Regions from separate parts of the Mus musculus genome. Here all the other regions are linked to region 1. The links are chromatin contacts, called in public Hi-C and HiCAR-type maps. All regions are on one chromosome and are shown on one strand. The core of a region is the stretch at or near the end of the contact, and the rest is flanking DNA. Distances in the headings are between cores, read along the strand shown. Region 1 overlaps Slit3 (slit guidance ligand 3). Region 2 overlaps Dock2 (dedicator of cyto-kinesis 2). Region 3 has its middle 23 kb from the start of Gm22022.

The links. Hi-C and Micro-C count contacts between places; a contact is called where the count stands out from the background. HiCAR-type assays count read pairs that join an accessible place to other places.
Region 2: a contact with region 1 is called in a HiCAR-type map of embryonic stem cells, with 5 times the contacts expected there. The contact joins two enhancer-like sites. A contact is called at or near these places in 2 of 115 datasets of contacts at active chromatin or transcription factors (astrocytes and embryonic stem cells).
Region 3: a contact with region 1 is called in a Hi-C map of uterus. The contact joins two enhancer-like sites. A contact is called at or near these places in 17 of 484 Hi-C or Micro-C datasets (the 3T3-L1 cell line, beige adipocytes, cochlea and 10 more), 5 of 115 datasets of contacts at active chromatin or transcription factors (the NIH/3T3 cell line, embryonic basal ganglia, embryonic fibroblasts and 2 more) and 1 of 9 other capture datasets (embryonic stem cells).

What each region holds. Positions count from the first base shown.
Region 1 is chr11:35,415,812-35,420,122 of GRCm38.p6, forward strand. The region is part of intron 4 of Slit3 (slit guidance ligand 3); the gene reads left to right. Among named protein-coding and RNA genes, the nearest start is that of Gm39705, 130 kb to the right of the region's middle. Within about 2 kb of position 2,215, at least 25 of the 459 cell types and tissues checked have an H3K27ac peak or open chromatin away from gene starts, as enhancers often do. A contact at or near this core is called in beige adipocytes, embryonic stem cells and uterus, where this site is marked.
Region 2 is chr11:34,429,202-34,433,512 of GRCm38.p6, forward strand. The region is part of intron 27 of Dock2 (dedicator of cyto-kinesis 2); the gene reads right to left. Among named protein-coding and RNA genes, the nearest start is that of Gm29887, 76 kb to the right of the region's middle. Within about 2 kb of position 2,365, at least 6 of the 459 cell types and tissues checked have an H3K27ac peak or open chromatin away from gene starts, as enhancers often do. A contact at or near this core is called in embryonic stem cells, where this site is marked.
Region 3 is chr11:34,863,317-34,867,627 of GRCm38.p6, forward strand. No RefSeq gene overlaps it. Among named protein-coding and RNA genes, the nearest start is that of Gm22022, 23 kb to the left of the region's middle. Within about 2 kb of position 2,070, at least 51 of the 459 cell types and tissues checked have an H3K27ac peak or open chromatin away from gene starts, as enhancers often do. A contact at or near this core is called in beige adipocytes and uterus, where this site is marked.

The DNA of each region.
Region 1 (4,311 bases), core at 965-3,464:
AAAGGCTTTTGTTTCACAGGCCGGTTGGAGGCCCTTTGATGAAGTCAGGCATTCTGAGCCCTCAGATCATACCTGGTCTTGGGAGCAGCCTTTGCCTCAGACATGTTGGAACGTGCAAGAAAATTTAACTCATTTCTCAGTCTGCCTTCTCCGCCCACCGTCAGCTTGCGCAAGTGCCTGGGCCTGGGCTCTGTTCTGTGGGGCATTTTGGGTGAGGAGGAGAGAACGTGGGGGCTGGAATTTGAAAGGCCTGCAGAGCTGGCCTGGTTCTCCCTTGCTGTACCAGAATAAAACTTCTTTGAATGAATGGCTCCAAGATAAAAAAAAAACCACTTGGGTTTGAGACTTATCAGGGTGGGGCCCATTCTCCAGGGTGGGGCTGGCATGGCTCTGTTGAACAAGCTGACGTTTAGTTATGCAGTTCTGAAATCCCAGAGCTTGGGGAGACCTTTGGATCCCTTATTCTGTCTCTTTCAGGGCTTTTAAGGCTAAAGAGAGAATGTCCCTGCCGACCCCCAGCAGAGCTGTATACACTTCCTTTCCTTAGCCCTGGCTGAAACCTACAAAGGTGAACCTTGAGAAAGCCTGTGGGAGACTGCGTGGTATGTGGTGAGCTTTGTGCTGAGCCCAAGTCCCTGCGTGTGCCCTGCTTTCACAGCCGCCGGCACATTTGTATGTTTGGATTTTCCAGGAGGGATAAATCACACAAACAGAGGGCCTCTGGATTCCTTGGGGGAGCCCAGCCCCCCTCAAATTGAACACATGCCCCATTCTGCAGGCTGTATAGAGCGGGCTGCACATGCTACGTTGGTCTGAAGCGCTTTCTCTGCAAAACTCATTCTTGGAGAGAACTTTCTTTGTGCCACAGTTCAGCCTTTTAGACTAAACAGGCAAAGAAAAAATAGTGAGGTGAAGGGCAAGAAGGGTTCCTTCTGTGCGGCAGAGGAGAGAGGGTTTGCTCGGGCTCCGTGGCCTCGGTTGTGGTACCCGAGCCAAGAGAGATGCTGGGAAATAGATCCTCTTGTTCATTGTGTCCTGATCTCTCTTTGTTTTTTCCTCTGCTTGGATGGTGCTGTGAGCTTGTCTGGCCTCCAAATGCACATCTTGTCCTCTTTGGGCCCCAAGTGGGCCTGTGGTATTTGGCCTGCATAGCAGCCTTCGTTTAAAATCAAACCAGTGAAGGTTGATCTGGTTTGAACACAAATCCAGAGCTTGGGGTTCTTTGGCATGTGAGCCCCTTGGGGCTGAGTGAAAAAGCCGAGAGTTCTGTTCCCCCCTCCCACCATGAGCCTAAAGTGATGTTGAAGAATTGCATCCTCTTTGATGCCTGGGAAACCAATGCCTGGCTAGTTTCCCCATCCTCCAATCCCGTCCATCCGACAGTTGAGTTGATCTGTGGTACACACATCCTGTTTTTATTACAAGGTGTGTTTTGCTTGCAGACCCTTTCGCTCCAGCCACCCCTAGGTCCCCATTGCTGTTAGCTGAGACCCTCTCATTCCATTAACATGCTAATAGAGCCTAGAGAGGGTGGCAGCCCTCACTCACCTCACCCCCCTTCCAAGGTTAAGCCTCCAACCCATGGAGAGAATCTTGGACCAGCAATTTCGGGAGACAGTTAAAAGATTAGATAGTAAATTTACTTAACAGAGACTAATCGCCTGGGACTGGGTTTCATATCCTGTTTTGAAATAATGTATTTTCTTTTGTGCTCTGGTCTGAATCTGTCATCCCTCTTCTAATAATGAGAGGCAGCGGATTTTTAATCTTTGACCTTCTTCCATATAATCTAATCATAGCGGTTTTCTGACCTTCTTCTCCTTATTTGGCAAAGTTCTGGAAAGAAAGAGAATCATTTCTCGGGCATAGCTGAGCCATGTTCCACTTCTCACCAAGGGTCTGGGTTTGACAGGTAAAATCAGATGCTGTTAGTGGTCCTTTCAACTGAGGTCTGTTCAAGGGGAGGAAAAAGAAAGTCCAAAATGCTGATGTCTGAATCATGTGAATGGAGGGAGCAACTAGGTGACAGATGTCCCATACCAAGGTGGCATGTGAGCTGAGTCGTCAAATGGGAGTAGTCTGAGGCAAGGTACTTGTTGATGAAGCTAGGAATGAGGCTCATAAGCTCCGTCAGTTATCCACACATGGAGACTTGTGCGTTTAGCATCCCTCTCTTCCCTGTCAAGCTGGGAGGTCTTTGGGAGTCTCCCCTTTCCTCTTAGGGTTTGGCTCACAGACGAGCGTTTGACCTCAGGCAGTACATGCCGAGGTCTTCCTTTATGTGTGGAGTCTCTTCAGACTGTCTGGCTTTGGGAGTTGCCCTGACAGGAATCTTGGAGGAAGCTGGGAGGTTAGCTTCAGTTCGGACTGAAAATGGAATGGAAGCAAGTAAATAAATACAGGGTTGCTCTCATTTCCCCAGCCCTCACCCCTGCTCTCCACTCAGGAGATTGTGATTATTGAAGGAGGTGTGGCCAAGACCCATCCGTATACAGCACCTTCTGCTTTGCCTCAATGCCAAAATAAAACCATGACCTTTAGCTACTCAGCCGGAGTAGTCCAGCTCAATGTAATGAAACACACCCGAATCTACTTCATTAAATAAAGGCTTGTATTGAAAACATATGGGCCAGGGCTTCTAGAATGAAAGGGACGGTGGAGAAGAAAGGCTTGCAATCCCGAGGAGCCAGTCACCTTCTGAGGGTATTGCGAGTGGCAGCGGCTTAACAGTCACACCCAGACTGCTGCTGAATGGGGGCACCTCTGTCAGCCTTTCCTTCCATTGCCTCAACATGTCATAGAGGGAGACTCTCGTGGGTTGGCATGCCCTGTGTACTTGGCCAGGGCAAGATAATACATCTTGATTACAGTTCTGCCAGACTACATCCAGGGTACACCAAACATCCGAAGATACTAGGGGGATGGATATGTGTGAACTGAAGACTACAGAGGCACGTAGCCAGAAGCCTGCTGGCTTTCCCCAGACCTACATCTCTCCAGAATCTGGCTTTGCCGGGAGGGTCTTGCTGGGGAAGCAAGCAGATCGGTTCAGAGGAGGTTGTAACAACGATCAGCAAGGGTTCCTTCCCACCACAGTGCATCAGCACCCTCACCTCTCCTGTGGCTAGTGCAGCGGCCAATGTCTAATGGAAGCCGGGTGTTTAGGGGGAGGCCGATGCGTTACTCTTGATCTTCTGGGTGCCACTTCTCGCTTGCCTTTAGTAACTGTTCTCCAGGGCCCCTTTGCTCCCCACTCAGACCTCACCCTCTCCCCCATATTCACAGCTGAGATAAAGAAGTCATAGAGAAAAATAAACATGCCGCCCCCACCCCTCACTCTGTGTAACTACCTCCCTGCATGTGTTGGCATCGCCCTCCCGGGAACTGGGAGAAGGGAAATGGGTCCTTTTAGCCAGTGAATGGTGCTTTGTTATTTTGATGCATGGATGCAGAAGGAATAAGAGACAGAATAAAGTTAATAATACATTGCCGTGCAGATAATTCATCACTTAAATCAATAGGAACTGCAGGTCACTGGGTTGGGACTGGTGTTACTGTGATCCAAACATGGAATTAATAATTGAAACTACACTGATGTGTCTTCCTGGAATGGGAAGACAGACAACCCCAGGGAGAGATACATTCAACACAGGAGGAACAAGGCGCTAGAGATAGACAGATGATTCATTTAATGCCTACAGCTGTCACATACAGTAAATATGAAAATCTGCTTTCTATCTGGATTCTGACTCATTTGGGAGCGAGGTTAGCTGAATTATATCCTCGGCTCTGTGTTTATTTTTTCATCGATTGCCGGAATTTCACATGCTGGGTTAGCATGGACTGCCTCATGCTCTGAGGCTAGGAAGACTCTCTAGCAGTGATGGGCAGTGTATGCACAAAAGGTGTGCCCTGTTACCTCCCCCAACACCCACCTACCCATCTCAACCTGTAGGGACTGGAGGCTTAGTATTAATAGGTTGGTACTGTAACAGTATTGAAGACAAGCAAATCAGTGATAATGGAATTTTACAAAAGTGCAAGATTGAAAATTCCTGACATTCTGGGATGTTCCCTGCTGTACAACCAACGTGGGACAAGCTCTGTGTTCTCGTTGAGCCACAGTCTGTCTACCTCCCAGACAGAAAGAAAATGACAACACTCGATTCAGAAGCAGGCTTGGGCTGGATGACTCGGTAGATGGGAGGCACCTGGTGTCCGGCAGTGTCTGACTCTGTCCCCAGAGGAGGTCGTGGAGTTACCAGGCCAGAGTAGAGGTAGGAGCTGGTGGTGTCTAGAGAAACATTCATT
Region 2 (4,311 bases), core at 1,115-3,614, 990 kb before region 1:
CCATGGACAGACCAAGGAAGAGGCAAGCCAGTGAATCTCTTCCGAATTCCCATCTCTGAGGCTGATGTGGGACCAGAAGGATAATCCTGAGGATGAACCAGGCTCTTCTTCAACCTGTCAAAAAGAACCCTTTCACGGCGCTGGGGCAGAACTGCAGAATTTTATAGATGGAAGATCCTTAAAGGGAAGTCTGGAAGGAAGCAGGGCTTTTCTTACCTATTTTTAAACTCAGACCTTTTAGAAATCTCATTATCCTCTTGTCCTTTGGATTGGTTTGCTCTTTCCATTAAGTCACCCTCCCCACACCCCGAGGTTGGACTGAGCATCTGCTTCACTCGAAGTCCTTGACAGGAGAACAGGAACCCCAACCATATAAGGACACAGCTCCTTCCCCCGGGAGTCAAGGCTTGCTATGGAACACAGGTGGGAAAAAAAGAAAATCCCACTCCAGTGTGGAAATCATGCAATTGCAACATCTACAGGTCACCAAAGACGATGCCTAAGAAATGGAAGACCACAAGACAGAATAGGCAACGAGTCATACACACACCAAGAGTTTCCTGGCCTGCACCCTCTGAGAGCTCTCTGCCCTTTCCAAGCCACCCACCCAAAGGTGTCATAATATTCAAGTGCCAGATTCAGTTCTATGATGTCAACTTTTGATAAGTGACTTCTGTCCTATATGCAGTGATTTCCTTAAGAGTTGAAAGACTCTGTGTGTGTGTGTGTGTGTGTGTGTGTGTGTGCGCGCGCGCATGTGTACATGCATGTATATCCAAATATTCCCTAATATGCATTTATGAGCACTGTGCTCCAAGTATAGAACCTGTGCCCCTCCCCTACCAGCCTAGAGAGCAACCAAGCTCCCCGGAGTTAATGATGCCACCTTTGTTGTTACCAACCTGAAGTCAGGTCCCTTGCATAATTTTCAGTATTTTCTTACAACAAATTTCTTAATCCCTATAATGAACAAACATATACAAGCATAAACATTCCCATACCTACACATGAACACACACACATATACATACACATACACATACACACAGAGGGAACATTGTGTGGAGACACTGTGGGAAAGACAGATAGACATGGGGTTCCCAGAGGGTCCACTTAACTAGGCTTCCATCTTTCAGCATTGTGGAGGCCCAGACACTTCCTCATCCAAAAAGTTCTTTGGAGGAACTCTTTGGTGGAAGATTAAATATGGAAAGGACAAGCAGGGAGGCCATGTATGCTCTTAGGAGATGTAGCAATGGCAGCAAAGAGAGAGATGGTGGTCCCAGTCTTCAAGGACTGGATAGGCAGCTGGAGGGTGAAGGAGGAGTCAGTCTCCCCAGCACTTAAGAATCTCATCCCACCTCTGCCACCAAGCTGGCCTTCCCCCCTCCATACCTCCCAGCAAACAAAATAAAAATTTAAATAAACAAAAGGTTCTTCCTCCCACCCCTAGTTTAACTCTGAGATTTAATTACCAGAATTGAGGAGACTGTCTCTAATAATGTCTTAGCCATCCAAATCTACCCCCAAATTCTAAGCCCTTTTGGAGGTTTCTGAAAAGCCATCATATGGGCTATCTCACTTGTTCCCAGCAGAGGCAGAATAGCAGCTGTGAGTTCACAATGCTCATTAGGGACCTTTATGGTGGCTGGTGCCTAACATGTTCCTTTAGATACTAAAAGACTAAGTTGTGTTCAGCACACTGCTTAAGAGCTGGGATTCTTAAACGGTCATCGGAGTTTCAGGCTTTAGCTCCTCCACTACTAGCAAGCTGTGTGCTTACAGGCAAGTCACTCAACCTCTGTGAGCCTCAACTGTTGACTATACAACTGATGGAAGTCAAGTGGAGTACAAGAGGTCTGCCTGCCACATGAACATGTGCTTAATAAGTGACAAACAGTGTATGTGGAAGTCACATGCTACTCTCCATGACAATGGGCTGGAGGTAGGAGGGTGTGCCGCCAAGGGTCTTGCGGCTCTGAGCAGACAACCTGCAGTCCCCACTCAGCACCGCAAGAATGACTAGAATGTGAAGTTAGAGTTTACATGACACAGGTTTTCTGGAAATCCTGTTAGGTGAGGTAGTAGGGTGCGGTGACTTCCAGATTTCCCCCTTGGTTCTTTTTTAACAAACTGCTCTGAATGCCAGCTGCAGTTACCTTTATTTAATCACTCCACAGACTCCTCTGTGGAAAGCGGGGTAATTAGGCCCAAAATATATCACCCAGAGGCTTATTTTAACTAACCGAAATAAAAGCTAGATTCCAGTTTCAACAGAATTTTCAGATCGCTTTCCTTCCCAGAACTCCGGGCAGTGGGCATGTTCTCTGGTTGATTCTTGCTGTGGGGTGACAGTTCCCAGCATGGGTGAGAAAGGGGAGGGACCAGCCTTCTCTGGGATAATCAGGCCTGCAAGTTTGCCTTGATCTACACACCTAAGGCTGGACAGTGTCTCCTGAGGAAGGAGACCCTGGTGCTACTGCTGTGTGACTTTAGAGATGGTATTTGCACCCTCTGACTCACAGTATAAGGTCGAGCCTAGGACAGAATGTAACTCCCACTGCCTTAGAACTCAGGACAGGATTTACAAACCACAGGGTCAAATTTTCTTGTTGTATATGCTAACTAACATCTCTGAAAGGAACACTTGATGTCACAGTATGAGCGGCAGCATCTTCTCTGGCTATGGCCACAGAAAAATCAAGGTACAGCTTCTATATTGGATACAAACACAGCACATTTCACATAGAAACAGTTACTAGGTAAAATTCCTCAAGATTATTTCTTTTTTGCCATTCATCCAAATCTGCCTTCATAAAGGAAACAAAGAAAAGAATATTGACTATACAAACACTTAGACTAGGCCAGATGGAAATACCAGTAACTTCAGTCAATGTGAAATATTTATAAGTATCTTCAATATATCACTGTTGACCAGTTCACACTGTGACAGACATGACTAATCAATTCGGTTCGTCCCACTGAGTCAACACAGAGCTCCTGCAATCATTCTCATGACAGTATTTCAGGTAGACATCACCAGTCAACAAGAGCAGCCATGGGCAGCCCAGTCTGTTTTATGACCCTGACTCTGAAGCTAGGGAAACAACAAAATCCAAGGTTCAAAGATGTTAAGATGCTGCTATGTTTTGATAATTCTCTGTAGAGAGAGTGTGAAGCCCTTCTCCTGTCGCCCTGTCTCCCTTAATCAAATGTCACCTCTTCCCAACCAAGCCACCCTCTCTCACCATCAAAGTCTAGCTCCTTGGTAATTCAAGGGTTACAATAAACAATCTGTTATGTGTTTGATTAGAATCAGGCAGGAGAGAAGTGGAAATGCATCCAGCCTCCGGAGTCCCTGATTTTGGTTTTTATAGACTTTCCTTTGTCCGTTTGTCTTCTCTAACAATCCATTGTTCAGACAGGTGATTTACAGAAAATTGGGAGTGGCTGTCTCTAGCAAATGATGATTGCCTTGTGCTGAGCCAAAGGAGCCACTGTCTGCCCCATAAAAAGAGGCAAGCTGCAATCCCACCTGCCTCCCCAGCCAAGGTCTTATTTGGGATTTCAGAAGCACTAGACATGAATGGCAGGTGTCAAAAATATTGATTGTTTAATATTCCCAAGCAATGGAAACTAGCCAATAAAAATCATGTCTGGAAAATTAAAAATGATGGCTGGAATGGGGATGTTTTCTCCTTGTTGAATCTCAATTTGAAATTAAATTGGAGCCTTGGACATGAAGACTGGGACCCCTGACCCCTGAGCAATTACTTTCCACCACCATTTTCTTTACTTTGAAGGTCTTTCTATTCTTGGAATTGCTAGAAAGGCCCCTTTTGTGAAATTGGAGCTGTCCTAAGAGAGCCCCCTTTGGGTTTTCCTTCTATCTCCTATTGTTCCCCATTCAATTCTCTCTTCACTGTAGCTAAATCAGCAAATGGGAGTCACCAGGACTAAAGGCTAGCTTGCAACAGCACCTCTGCAAGGCTCTGGGACCAGACCAAGGAACAGAGAAATTAGGAACAAGACAGCCTTACATCACCCCCATCCTCTCTAACATGTCTCCAGTTGTTATTGAGGAAAGCACCCTTAGTTAAAAAGAAAAGACAATCTGGAGGCAGATGCACAGAAACTCCTCCCCTGCCTTCCAGGGACTGTTTCATTTATTCATTAGCTACATTATTTACTCAGTAAGTGTGTTCTGAATACTCACTCTTCACAAGGCATTCTGCTAAGGATAAAGGGGCAAGTGGAACATAGTCCCTTCCCTCAGGGCTCTTCTAATATAGGAGAGAAACAACTTCTGAG
Region 3 (4,311 bases), core at 820-3,319, 550 kb before region 1:
CAGTTGCCTTTGCATGTAGGCTTGGCCAGGTGACATGTGGAATTGGCTGCTAGAGGATTTTCTATAAAATGCCATCCTGGGGTATGAGGATGGCACAGGGTTCCCCTTAGAAGTCTCAAGTTTGTACCCACATGGGCGCTTACAACCACTTCCAGGGAATCCCATGCCCTCTCTGGCTTTGGAGGAGACCATGTGCACATGGTACTCAGACACATGTGTAGGCAAGGCATCCATAAACATAAAATAAAGTTTTAAAGCTTTTAAAATGCTCTGCTTTCCAAATAGATCAAGCTGGGCTGGTACTACTGCTCTCTCCCCCAATCTGCCATTGAATTCGGAAAACACGAGCTGACCCTGCTATTGTGCTGCTGCTGAGCCAAAGCCAGCTGAAGCCGCCCCTCAGCTTCTTGTTATGTGAGAAAAATAAATCTGTGTCTGTTGAGGCTACTGTTGACTTGTTCATTGGTTGCAGCCACGCAGATTTCCAAAGGATACAGAACTCAGCATCCCCAGAGGTGGTTAGTCTTCACATTTAAACACATGTTTACTATCCTATCTCGCAGAAACCATATTGTCGGAATCATTCTGATTGGCTCTTAGAAAGCTAGTATTAGAATTTAGAGTTCTTGTGCTTAAAATTTCTTCTTTTCATATATAAAAAAAAATGGGCATTTAAGGAGAGTAATGATTGTCACGAGATTGCACAACTAGTGATTATTTGACACACTTCAGAACTCTGCATGGGGTCATCGGCAGGCAGTCATCTCTGTTGATTCCAATCATAAATCGCAAGGGTTATGTGTTGTGATGTATGAGAAGAATAAGCATCAGCACCTCACAGACAAGCTTCCTGGTAAGAAGTGTGGCTGCCCCTAACCCTGCGCATGGGGACTGCAGCCTGATGAACCCATAGCAGACGGGAGTGTAAGAGTGCCCGCACCTGAGCAGTCCTTTTGTGGGAAGACGTGAGATGCTGGCAGCAGCTGAGATGTGTGAGCCTGTGGCAGCTGGCACAGCAATGAACTCATTATTTTTGTCTAAAAGGCCAGCTCAGTCCCTGCAGGAACATCTTTTGGGTATTTTTGTATCACTTATAACTAATGGGTCTAGATTTGCCACTTAACTCCAAAATGAAATTCAGTAATATAAGGGCAATTTAAAATGAAACTTAAAATTGAGGCAGGTGAAAGCCGAGTCAAACTTGCAAGAGCTATATCATGAACACTTGACTTAAATGAAGGAGATTTTTTTTAATGGCCAACGGGGGGAAAAAAGAAACCTAAAACTCAAGCATGTTGTTATAACCTAAACATCTGTGATTCAGCCCCAGCTCAAAAGACAGGACCACTGGAGTGTTCTTTGATCCTTCGGCCCGGTGCATCCCAATACCTGTGTGAAAGCACACTCTTCTGGTTCCCCCTCAACTCATTCACCCTCTAATCATTATTTTATTAATTTCGAACTATGTTCCCTCCGTGCCCTCACTCACTGGCCTGTTGGAGGCAGTGGGATCCATTCTCTGTCGTTTACTATGTTGCCTCCCCCCCCCCGGACCCCCCCCCCCCCCCCCCGTGAAGTTACTGGGCCCCAGAAACTTCAAGAAAGATTTGTTGAATCCATGAAAGATTTACAATACTGCCACTTAGCCAAGTCAACAAATGATCCTTCTCAGGGGAGACGGATTCTCTTTACATTTGGGTGATAGTATAGATTGGCACCCTACAGGCACGTGTGCACAGTTGTAAGTGTGTGGGAGAGCACTGGAGTAAGGAGTAACACGGAAATGTGTCTTAGTCACAACAAAGTTCCTGTGTGCTGAGTTCCGGTTTATTTAACTTGCTTTTGCCCGAGTGAACAACAAGGAAGAGACAACTCTTAACTGTTCTCTGTAACCGAGAAATTTTCACACATCGAAGAACAGTGTTGCTCACGCATGTTTTCACAGCCTCCAGTCGATCCTGCGCTCTCAGTGTGTGTATGCGTCGGTCAGGAGCCTGGCAAGTGTTCGCTGAGCTTACAAAGCCTGCGGGGAGACTGAGTGAATGGAAACTTGGGTGTTCGTAAGCATTGCATAACAAGAACGAGAGCGTGACACATTGCCCAAGAAGGGAGGCCCTGAGAGAGTTCCACACACTCCACCCACACTCGGGATGGAGATGCGTGTGGGATATGCTGTGGGAAGATCATTATTCAGCTCCAAAGAGCTGCTGAGTTGCCAGCAAAATGAATTTTTGGAATAAGATAAAATGTTAATTACAGATGTCAAGATTAGAGTTGCTTTTTCTGCAAATTCCACGGGGTCTACAAGCAACTTGATCTTTGAATCCCCGAGGGAACTAAAAATCTACACAGAAGAGATTCTTATCTTGATGTTATAAGAATCCACACCTTGACTGCTGCCAAGGAAAGATCTAGCTTCATGACACAAACTACACGGAATATGTCTAGGCTCTTTCAGAGGGCTGACATTTAAAACACAACTTACGCTTCATCTAAAATATTAAGAGTATATGTACAGGGTGCTTTGCCAGAGTTCAGGGGAACACTGCAATCACCAACCCTGAATTCTTGTGTCAGAAAGCCTTGCAACATGCTAGTTTAAAAAAAATATTTGTCAGTTTAAAAAATCGTTTGCCATTTTACCAAAGAGGCACATCCCAGAAGTGGAATTTGGCTGCTGGAAGACAAAAAGCCTAGCCCTTGCATTTGGAACTCATAAATGTGAGTCACCACCTCTTCCTTTCTTGCCCCAGTCCATTAGTACTGATCAAAAGGGATTCCTGAGAACAAAATAAAGGTTAAATCACCAATGCCCAAAGTCCTGAGTCATTCCTAACAGCCAGAAGAATCTGTTTGTTGGAAGAAAAAGTGTTGGTTCTGTGAGTAGAGTGACATGCTACAGAAATTACAGATGTATAAGAACTTGATCACTGTTTGGTTTTCTTAAAAACCTAGCTTCGCACCAATCCGTAGGATCAATTCTTTTGGGTGGAAATAAAATACAACAACATAAACTCAGGACTTTGTGACTAAACTGAGTCTTTTCCTGATTTAAACCTGGTAGAGTGAGCATTTCTTTCCCCCAGTTTTCCTAGAGGGGCAGGTCAAACCCTGGAATCAGGGGATGAGCCTGGAACTCAAAGACGTCTGCCTGCTTCTGTGTCTTCAGAGCGCTAGAATAAAGCAGCCACTACCATAGCCAGGCACCTGCCTTTCTCTTCCTTTAATTCTACCTTAAAATGTGTGTTTAAGAAACTCAACCATTATTTAAGTCCAGAAATAGCTTATATTTGGCCTTGGTTACTTCACACACACACACACACACACACACACACACACACACACAGACTTATATTTTTCCTGAATCAAAAGACTTGCTTTCCTACGTCATGACGTCATGACATCTTCCTTTCAAATTCATGACAATTTATCTCCAGGTAAAGGTAGGAGAGAACTGACCCCACAAATTTCTTCCGACCTCACATACCCACCACGGCATACATGCCACTCCACACGTGACGATAATCATACAAATTAAAAATTAAGTGTTATTTGTCCTCAGTAAGACTCATTTTGAGGCTTGGTCCCCTAAGTAGCAATGTTAAGTCATACATCCTTTAAAAAGCGTTTGGGGCTATGAGGTCATCACCCAGGAGGGAGTTATTGCTGGGCAGTGGTTTAAGAATCCTGAGATCATCTGTTAAAGTGAGATCTCCCTGCATGTGTGATCTGGGTCTCTTCCGCACACCTGCTTCTCTGATATATAATGCAGTCTGCCATCCTCAGCAGCCTTGAGCCTTGCTGGGTGGGGTGTCGAGGCCCCAGAACTCTGATTCGCATGAGCTCTTTTTCTTTTCAAACATTCAGTTTTACTAGTTTGTCTAGGTTGACCATGAATTGCTGGGTTCAAATTATCCTCCTGTCTCAGACCCCCAGGCATCTGTAGCTGGGACTACAGTTGTACAGCTGTGCTCACCTATCTCTTTTCTTTATGTCAGGAATTGTGTCAGAAAGTAATACTACATCCATGGACATCAGGCAAAACCAAACCCTGAGTTGTTTGTTCCCACAGCTTCCTCTTTAGAATCTAGTCTGGGATCATAGGACCACATTTAGTCATCGTGGGTTTGAGCCATTCTTTAATTGAGAATATCACTGAAGAACATTGTTTCATCTGAGTACAGGCAGGGAGGGGAGGGAAATCTTGTTCTATTCTTCAGGCCAAATTCTCAGCTTTTAAAGTTCAGAAGCTAAGAGATCAATTCTGTCACCACTGTTTAGAGGCCTGTCCTATGAGCAGCGTGTGCCTGT